Regions from separate parts of the Mus musculus genome. Here region 1 is linked to region 2. The links are chromatin contacts, called in public Hi-C maps. All regions are on one chromosome and are shown on one strand. The core of a region is the stretch at or near the end of the contact, and the rest is flanking DNA. Distances in the headings are between cores, read along the strand shown. Region 1 overlaps Nrcam (neuronal cell adhesion molecule). Region 2 overlaps Nrcam (neuronal cell adhesion molecule).

Region 1 (4,412 bases), core at 1,561-4,060, 120 kb before region 2:
GACTCGAAGGAAAGCATGAGAGCACAGTGACGTATTAGCAATGTCTATCTGCGTCACTTGGTTAAGGTGGTGTCTGCCAGTGCTCCCACTGTAAAATTATCCTGCCCTGTAATCTGTGTTCTATTCTTTGGCAGCTGCTCACCAGGATAGCCAACTCCCCATGAGGACATAACTTCCATTCCCTCCAGGAAGGATTATTATTAGTGGACATACATTAAAAATGTCCCAGCCACCAGTTTTTTTTTTTTGTTGTTGTTGTTTTTTGTTTTTTTTTTATGCAGAGAAGAACACATTGAAGCTACGCAAATAGCCTGCTTCTCCTTGAAGTTGTTTCCACCCACCAACTTCAGAATTCCTCCCTGGATCTTGCCTGCAGTAGTTCTCTCTGTGGGACTATCACGGTGCTTTTCTGTTTCTGCCATCCCTTCTGTGTTTACTAACTGCAGTTCTGCGAGGAAGATTTGAATGAGTGGCTTTTTAATCTGGCCTGGATGCAATTACAATATAAATGAGCAAAGATTCATGACACAGTGAGTGTGGGTATAAATGTCAACTTCTCGTTACTGAAGAACACAATCAAAAGCACATTAAACGGAAGTTTCAGAGCCTCCGCATTTGAGGGGAATGCGTTTGAGATGAGGGTTTACCTTTAACAGTGACAGAAATGGTGTGATGGACGGCTCCTAATGCGTTTTTTGCTATGCACTGATAATTTCCAGAGTCGGCTTCGGAAACATGAGTGATCTGCAGGGTTTTCTTAAAGTTCCGATAAAATGTCCGGTTGGCGGGAAGCATTCCGTCTTCTTTGATCCAGTAAATAATTGGAGTAGGTCTAAGAGAATAAATAAGTAATGATCTTACAAAGGAAGAGGAGCTCACCTGTGACGGCTTTGCAGAGTGAATTTTCATGGACATTTATAATCTTATAATCGATTCCTTATGTATGGCAAACGTACAAACCGTTTAATTAACATCACATTTTTTATAAGTCATGCTCAGGCCCTGTACTTGAGATGATTCCATTTTCAAATAATTAGAACTGTCCTAATTTTTTGATCTCAGTGATGCTGCACCCTAGGCATGGATTGCTTTACTCAGGGGACCTAATCTTTTCTTCAAAGTTCTGCTCAGTGAGGATGCTCTACAGACTTGTACTATGCCAATCAAGCGAATTACTATTAAGCTAATCATATTGATTAATTTAATCAGCTAGCACTAAAAATATATAATGGATCAACTCCCATGCACATCAGTGCCTCTGGATTTTATATATATTTACAAGTCAACCTGATGAAACCTGCTATTTTATGACATTCCAATAATGTGAATTAAATGACTAATGATTAGAATTATTTTCTTCACTTTACTATCAGTGAAATTTTAAAATACCATTATGCTAGCTGATAGTAGAACAGATTAATGTTATTCTAGTTCTCACTCAATTTTACTATTTTAAATCAGGAAAATCCAAACAAAAGACTTAAGAATGAAAAGCCAGAATATTGCTTGGAGTTAGAGCTTTCTCAATGGCTCAGGTGGTCCCTTATATTCTTCTCTGACCTTGGTTCCCTGACTTCCTTGTGCCTTCGCATCTCCAGTCGTCTTAATGAGGATGGTTGGCTTGTATAACATCTTCAGAATTTATGTGAGATAAAATTTTTTAAATTGTTCAACATAAACGTGTGTGTGTGCACGCACACACATGCCTGTGTGCTCAGCCATGTGTGGCAGGAAGACATCAAGGAAGAAGGGCTGAGCCAGACCTCAGGACATCACGGTATTTGTTATCAGAGTTGCAGGAGGGGTTTAATGACCACTTGTAACATGTAGCTTTGTTTGGATGAACAAAATGACAGCATATAAATTTAAATTTGATGAAGTGGCTTTTAAAATTAGCACATGCTGTAAACATGCAAAGCTGCAGACGTGAGATCAATCTCAAAGTGTTAGTCACATGTGGAATCTGACACATATGACGTCCCCTTACACTTTGACCCACGTTTCAGATGCGGGGAGACAGGGGTGGGAGAGACACGTGATCTTATGCCTTACACTGAGCAAAACCAGCAGTTGTTATGCAAGGGTCCTACTCTACTGAACAATCTTAGAGTCTGATGAATGGTTTAATGCTGAGCCGAACGGTCCCTGGTTTGTAAAGAAAAAGTATAGTTCTGTGAGACATCAACGTTTTAAAAGTCCATTCTTTTCTATTTCCAAATTATAACCACCGTCTACAAAAAAAAATAATAATAATAATAAAATAAAAATAAAAATAAAAATAAATTTCATTGTTCCTAATCTGAAAACATGAAAAGTGCTAAAATATGAAATTTGTTAAATGTCATGTTGGTGTTTGACTATAAAAATGATAAAAAATAGAAAATAAATTCTGTTAGGAAAGATTGTCATTTTTAAGAATTTTGTTAAGTGTTTAAGCTGAACGACTGTCATGTCAAATGTGTAGTTTCTGATTGTGCCAGCAGAGGGCACCATATGCATTCAGAAGTATTTATTCCTGGCTTAAGGAAAGGTCATTGGATGTCCAGTTCACAGACAACACAAATCACAAAATGTCAAGGAAGTGTGTTCCTGGGATCCTAGTCAGGGCTGCAGTAACTGTGATCGTTTAAAGACGCTTGCTGTAGGCCAGGCAATCTAGAAACTTGCCTGACATGTGGACCCAAGTTCACAGTTGAGTTTTTCTATCTGCCCAAGGCCTTAGTGGAATGCCTGCCAAAGACACATGGGCTCTGAAGTATGCACAGATGAGCACCTTGGCTTTACACTCTGCCCACGGGAAGGAACAGAAGGGACAGGGCCTCAGTTGAGGCCCTGAGGTGAGCTGTGGGCTTTTGATGACAGACAGAAAGAGACGGCAAGAGTGCCAACATGTCAGGTGCTCCAGGTGGCAGACCTTGAGCAAGCGTAATGAACTCGCAGTCATCCCGCTTTCAAAAGGCTCCTCCCAGGAGCACTCAACAAATGATCAAGGGTAAGTAATTATTTTTTTTTAAGCCACCAAATTCTGAGGTTGTTCGTTAGAAAGCATCAAAATTCTACCCCCTTAGCAGAGTGATCAGTGATTGTAAGATGATTACAGAGACAGATAACATAATGCAATACAAACACTGTTACATCAAAATACTTTAGAGATAACATGCAATTGAAAATTTACCCAGGAAATGTTTGGGTTTTTTGTTTGTTTGTTTTGGGGGGGTTCTTTTGTTTATTTGCTTGTTTGTTTGTTAAATTTTGGTCAAATTGGAAGCATAAAGCCACGGCTGTTCCTCGGATAGTAGTAACACCTGTCAACTTTATATGTTGATAAGAAGCAAGCATCAGGACAAATCGCATTAACTCACAGGCCTTCCGCAATGCACTCCAGCGAAAGCACGTTTCCTCTTAATTCCTCTTTGTGGCTTTCATTGCCCTCTGGAGTTAGAAACGTTGGGGGCCTCTCTTTACTAGATTTAGCTGCAAACAAGGAAAGCAATATACATTAAAATTATGAACATGTTTTTCTGAGAACACAGCTCTGTCAAAAGCTGCCTAAAATTCTACTCTCATGACAAATCCATTAAATGCTTCTTCTGAAATTTGTTAAGTTATGCATATACACTCTCTCCTTACACTAGTTCAGTGTGCCAGGAAAAGAAGCAATTTTGATTGCATGGGCAAAGCAGTGTCAGGGACTCCTTTTGGTACCTGTCTTTAATTGGGTTTGCTTTTTATCAATTTCCTGTGGGCTGGTAAATCTCCAAAATGTCCTCACATTCCTGAAGACTGGTGCTCAAGTCAAAGCAAAAAGTGTGTCTTTTTGAAAGATGTTAGGGCTGTTATTTTGTTTGGTTGGTTTTTGTTTTTGTTTTTTTTTTTTTTCAGCAAATCATTATGGACAAAGTATTTTGATTTATTCTGGACATAGCATTATAGCCCTTGCCACTAACCTATATCTCAAAATTCCTACACTGCAAGGTTTATGAAAAATAAAACAAAACTGGAGAATTTCTAAAGAGTTCTGGGAAATTATATGCTCTGAATACAGATTTACAGTAGAGGAGCTGAAGGAGTGGCTTCATGGCAGAGTGTTGTTTAGTATTGGTCAGGCCCTGGGCTTCGTCCCTAGCTTTGGAAAAAAAGAAAAGAGTTAGCGGCAGAGCCGAACACATGGAAATCATTTTATCCAATGACAAAATAAAGAAGGTCTAAATCAGAGAGCTTAGAAATAGTTAAACAAGACACCTTCTGTTTTGTGGACTTTTAAAACATGTGACCTTATCTACTAAAGGCCTGGGGAAATTTTCAAGTGGAAATGTCATAAGACTTTTCACTGCTTCAACCACAAATGACGCACTTGATGCTTCTAAAACCCAATGAAAAGGCACTGGGTAAACTTCTCATTTCTCCAAAGA
Region 2 (4,574 bases), core at 1,952-4,451:
GCAGGTGTACATGGGTGTAATGTATGCAGATTGAGCACTCAGACATTAAAACAAACTGGGTACAATGACAAACATGCTTTTATCCCCCAACACTTGGGAGGGAGAGGCAGGCAGATCTCTGTGAGTTTGAGGCCAGCTTGGTGTACATCATGAGTTCTCGATGAGTGAGACCCTTTCTCAAAAAAAAAGCAGGGGAAGTGGGGAGGGAGCTCTGGTAGTTTTCAAATAAACATGATTTCATAAGAAAATTGTTCCTCCCCACAGGGAGACCAACAGAGTCAAAGAACCAGGACCCTCGGGGTCTCCCAGACACTAAATGGCCAACTGAAGAACATACATAAGCTGGACCTAGGCCCCTCGCAGAAATGTAATAGACGTGCAGTGCAGTCTTCATGTGGGTCGCCCAACAATTGGAAAAGGGGCAGTCCCTACAGCTGTTGCCTATCTGTGGAATCCATTCCCCAAACTGGGCCTCCTTGTCTGGTCTTAATAGGAGAAGATGCACCTAGCTCTGCAGAAACTTGATATGCAGGGTGGCAAAGACCCAGGGGAGGATATCCCCCTCTCAGAAGAGAAGGATTATGGGGGAGGGACAGTGTGAGGGGGGAACCATGAGGAGTGGCAGCAATTGGGATGTAACGAGAATGAAAGAATTAATAAATGAATGAATGAATGAATGAAGTTCCGATTCATTCAAGTAATTCCGATTCCAAGGTATCTTCTGATGCCTTCTGCTGTCCTCTGTCAATCATGTACATATGGTGTACAGACATACACATAGTCAAAATACCCATACACATAAAATAAATTAGAACATTAAAAATTATATGTAATCCAGATCTTGAGGCAGGAAGACACATGCCTACTTCAATATGTTTAATACCAGCTATTGAGATTACCATTATATATGTGAAATTTATCTAGGAAGTAAAATGATTACATGTAAATTCTATGCAAAACTTGGAAGGTTATGTATGACAACAGAAAAAAGGAGAAGAGAGCTGGGGTAACTTAGTGGTAGTGCTGTCTGCTAAATATGAGGAAGGCTCTGGGTTTGGCCCACAGCACCACAGAAGCTACAAGAAAATTAAAAGAGGGTGAGGACAGAAACGCAGAGACAGGGCGCTAAAGAATAAACATCAGACTTCAAGCCATATAAAGTTGCTGTTCTGTAGATTAAAGGGTAACAGAACTTTAGCAATTTCATATGGTTCAAACTGTTTCCTGGGAATTTCCAACAGAATATGCATTCCCAGTTCCCAGAGCAACATTATCACCACTAGACAGACAGTTCAGTTGCTATAACAACGATCCCAACAGCCTTGCATGCTGAAGTCTATTCATGTGCCTCTCTTTTTCATTATATATTAAACACAATCTCTCCTTCCCTCCCTTCCTCCTTCCCTCCCTTCCTCCTTCCCTCCCTCCCTCCTTCCCTTTCTCTCTCTCTCTCTCTCTCTCTCTCTCTCTCTCTCACACACACACACACATTTTCTGGACTCATGTTCCCTCAGTACATTCCTGTACAATGAAATGATATGCTACATATAGGTATTTTTTTGTTGTTATTTGTTTTTCTTCTACTTTTGGAGAAAGGGTCATGCTGAGGCGAAGGCAGCCTCAAAGGCAGTGCACCCCTGCCTCTGCCTCCAGAGTGCTAGGAGTATAAAAGTATGTGTTCCGTTAGTTCATAGCTATTGTCATGCAACAGGGGGTTCCAGAACCCCCTCTAAGTTAGAATGATTTTATGTTTTAGGTCAGCACACTCTTTACCTATCTTTTCTTCCCTTAGACAACAACACTATAGCAAAGAACTTTATTCACCATGACCAGTCTCCATTTTATCAGGTTAACTTAAAATTGTTATCTGAATGTGGGGATGGGTGTGCACAAGAGTGTGTGCTGAAGGCCAAGATCTTTCTGATGTCCATAGAATCAATTCCTAATCCTCACACTACCAACCCTATGTACAAGTATCAGTTGATTGCCATGAATCTTAAACTACTCTATCTTGCTATCTCCAAACACAGCTTCCCAATTCCACCTACAGTTGCAGTTTCCAGACATATCCCTATTCCTTCTCATTTGCTTACATCTCTGTCTTCCATCAACATCTGGATCAAGTCTATTTGCCTAAAGGAACAGTTTTAACTGAAGGTTCTGCCCATTAGGAACAGTCTGGTCTCTCTGACCTGGCAGCTCATTTTCTAGCTCTTACATCATTGTACATGCACTGCCTTGTTTTGTCATTTCATTGTTTGCTTATTTGTTTGTTTCTTTGTTGTGCCATTCTCAGCCAACCCCTAAAACTGAAAGGTGAAAACTAATTCTTCCTAACTTAGAATCTATTTCTGTAGTTCTTACATCAATTCTTGTACTTTGCATGTAGGAGCTACCTATTATCTGTACATCCCACCAGTGAGCGTCTGATATAAATGGCTCTGCTTTCCTGCATATGTTTCTGTATAAAAACTTACACAAATTACAGAATACTTATTCATTAAATTCAAGGATAGCTGTCTTTACCTTTCTACCTACTGATGAGCCTGAGTATTGTAGAGCTAGAATCTGTTAGTTTATAATCTTAGTATTAGTGTCAGTGGGAATACCTTTCAAGCCACAGATATTACGACTTCAGTACCACATTGTATTCAAATTCATCTTGACCATGCACATCACGTAAGAAGCCATGATCATGAGCTTTACAGAGGAAGAGACCCTTCTGCCACCGATGCATTTTTCTTCACAGCACAGATAGAAGATTTTCTATTTCTTCCCTTCATAACAATTGGAAATTGAGTTTATCTTCAATTCATCACCTGGCTGGTTCACGTCCTGTGCATCCGTCCCGCCAGCTTCTTCTCTTTGCAATTTCCCTGCAGAGGCAAGAGGCTGGCTGGCTGCCCAGGAGGAAGAGATTCTTTGAAAATGCTCAGGAGAAAGCAGCCTTGGCTATTTTGATCTCTCTACCATCCTCTGGATGAGGACAGGGTCTAGCTGCTCATCGCACGGGGAAGTCTTCAAAGCTACCGCAACTGCTTTTGTCTCTTTTGAGCCAGGTCCAGAGGAGTGAAGTGGAAAATGCTTTTCAATGTTTTCAGATTTACTGCTTCCTTCCAGCTGATGCACAGACCCTGGCTGTCGCTATAAACTGACTTCACAGACTTTCATTTATCTCCAATTACATTCCTGGGGGAGACCACAACTCACACATAAGATACATTACCTACATTTCACCAATAAATGCCCACAGCTGCCCTTTGTTGTCTGAACTCTTTGTTTCGACTTTTTATTTTCCACCAGGAGCAGAAGGCCCACATCTTTCACGGGGTTTAATAGCAAGAACATTGTCAATGACCCATCCCCATTTCAGACCCTATTTCTGAGACAACTCTCCATCCATCTCTTATTTGAAGTGACCTTACATATAAATGCAACCCCGGGCTTGTTGTGCGTGTGTATTGGTCTATGTGAGTTGCTAGTGGGCTGTGACCTCTGCTGCATTCAAACCCTGTCTCTCTAGTTCAAGGTTTTGCTGACCTTATTTTCTGTACATAATTACTCATATTTAAAAGGCTGTCGAATACCCATCAACTCATTTGCATAACTGAGGCAGGCAAATCCATGGCAGGACCTTAAGCATCTTCCACCCGCCAAGTGCTGGTTCTCGGCTGTCTAATCCAATTTGATGCTTTTTTTGTGACAGGGCGTCTGTTCTTTGGCATGTTTTCAGCCATTTGTACATACCAGGAAGAGCGGATGCAGTGTTGACAAAATTATGACAAAGGAAAATGCGAAAGTATTTTAAAAGGATGCAAGCCAGAAAGATGAGCAAATTTAAAGGTAACTGTAGGAAGTAACTACAAAAACAACTTGCCTTTGTAACAGTTATTATCTGTGAGAGGTTTAAATGCTGGGTACTGATGGTAAGAAATGCTAGAAGTCTCTTATGGTTTGGATTCCCTCCCTTGCTGCTGTGTTCACCACTAATCATGCTTTCCTATCCTGCCAGACTCGACAAGAAACCTCCCTAACTCTAAATACATTTCTATGAGGAAACCTAGCCTATTTCTAGGTAAGTCTATAGAATCCAGTGCCTCTCAGTTCCCTCATACAGCTTTAAAATTTTCTGCACAAAAAGTAAAATTCAGAATGCAGGATCATTTTTAGCTAAAACAAACCAACAAAACAAACAAACAGAAAGCCAACTTTCATATTTTCTTGAAAAGTTCAAGTAAGTTAGTTACAAATGAGTAATGAGAAATACATTTTGAGTGAAGAGATGATTTCAGGGCTGGAGAGGTATCTCAGCAGTCAACAGCCCTTGTTGCCTTTTCAGAGGTCCCAAGTTCGGATCCCAGCATCCACACCTCTAGCTCCAGGGAATTTAATGTCCTCGTCTGGCTTCTAGGAACATGGGACATTCATACACATGCATGAGCACACCCTCTTACCTCCCCATACAAACAACGATCAGTAAATGCGAAAGCCCCTCCCATAAAAGTGTTTTAATGCTCTGTAGCCTGGGCTGTCTCAACTTCCTGACAACTGAGGTTGTACACCACTGCATCTAG

The links. Hi-C and Micro-C count contacts between places; a contact is called where the count stands out from the background.
Region 1: a Hi-C map of cerebellar granule neurons shows a contact between it and region 2, with 2.5 times the contacts expected there. The contact joins two enhancer-like sites. A contact is called at or near these places in 12 of 484 Hi-C or Micro-C datasets (LSK cells, the N1E-115 cell line, brain and 8 more) and 3 of 9 other capture datasets (adipose tissue, liver and pancreatic islet).

The regions. Positions count from the first base shown.
Region 1 is chr12:44,546,294-44,550,705 of GRCm38.p6, reverse strand. It overlaps Nrcam (neuronal cell adhesion molecule), which reads right to left. Exons shown (of 31, transcript NM_176930.4): 10 at 3,363-3,474; 11 at 648-832. Among named protein-coding and RNA genes, the nearest start is that of Nrcam, 220 kb to the right of the region's middle. Within about 2 kb of position 2,810, at least 4 of the 459 cell types and tissues checked have an H3K27ac peak or open chromatin away from gene starts, as enhancers often do. A contact at or near this core is called in cerebellar granule neurons, where this site is marked.
Region 2 is chr12:44,429,643-44,434,216 of GRCm38.p6, reverse strand. The region is part of intron 2 of Nrcam (neuronal cell adhesion molecule); the gene reads right to left. Among named protein-coding and RNA genes, the nearest start is that of Nrcam, 100 kb to the right of the region's middle. Within about 2 kb of position 3,201, at least 28 of the 459 cell types and tissues checked have an H3K27ac peak or open chromatin away from gene starts, as enhancers often do. A contact at or near this core is called in cerebellar granule neurons, where this site is marked.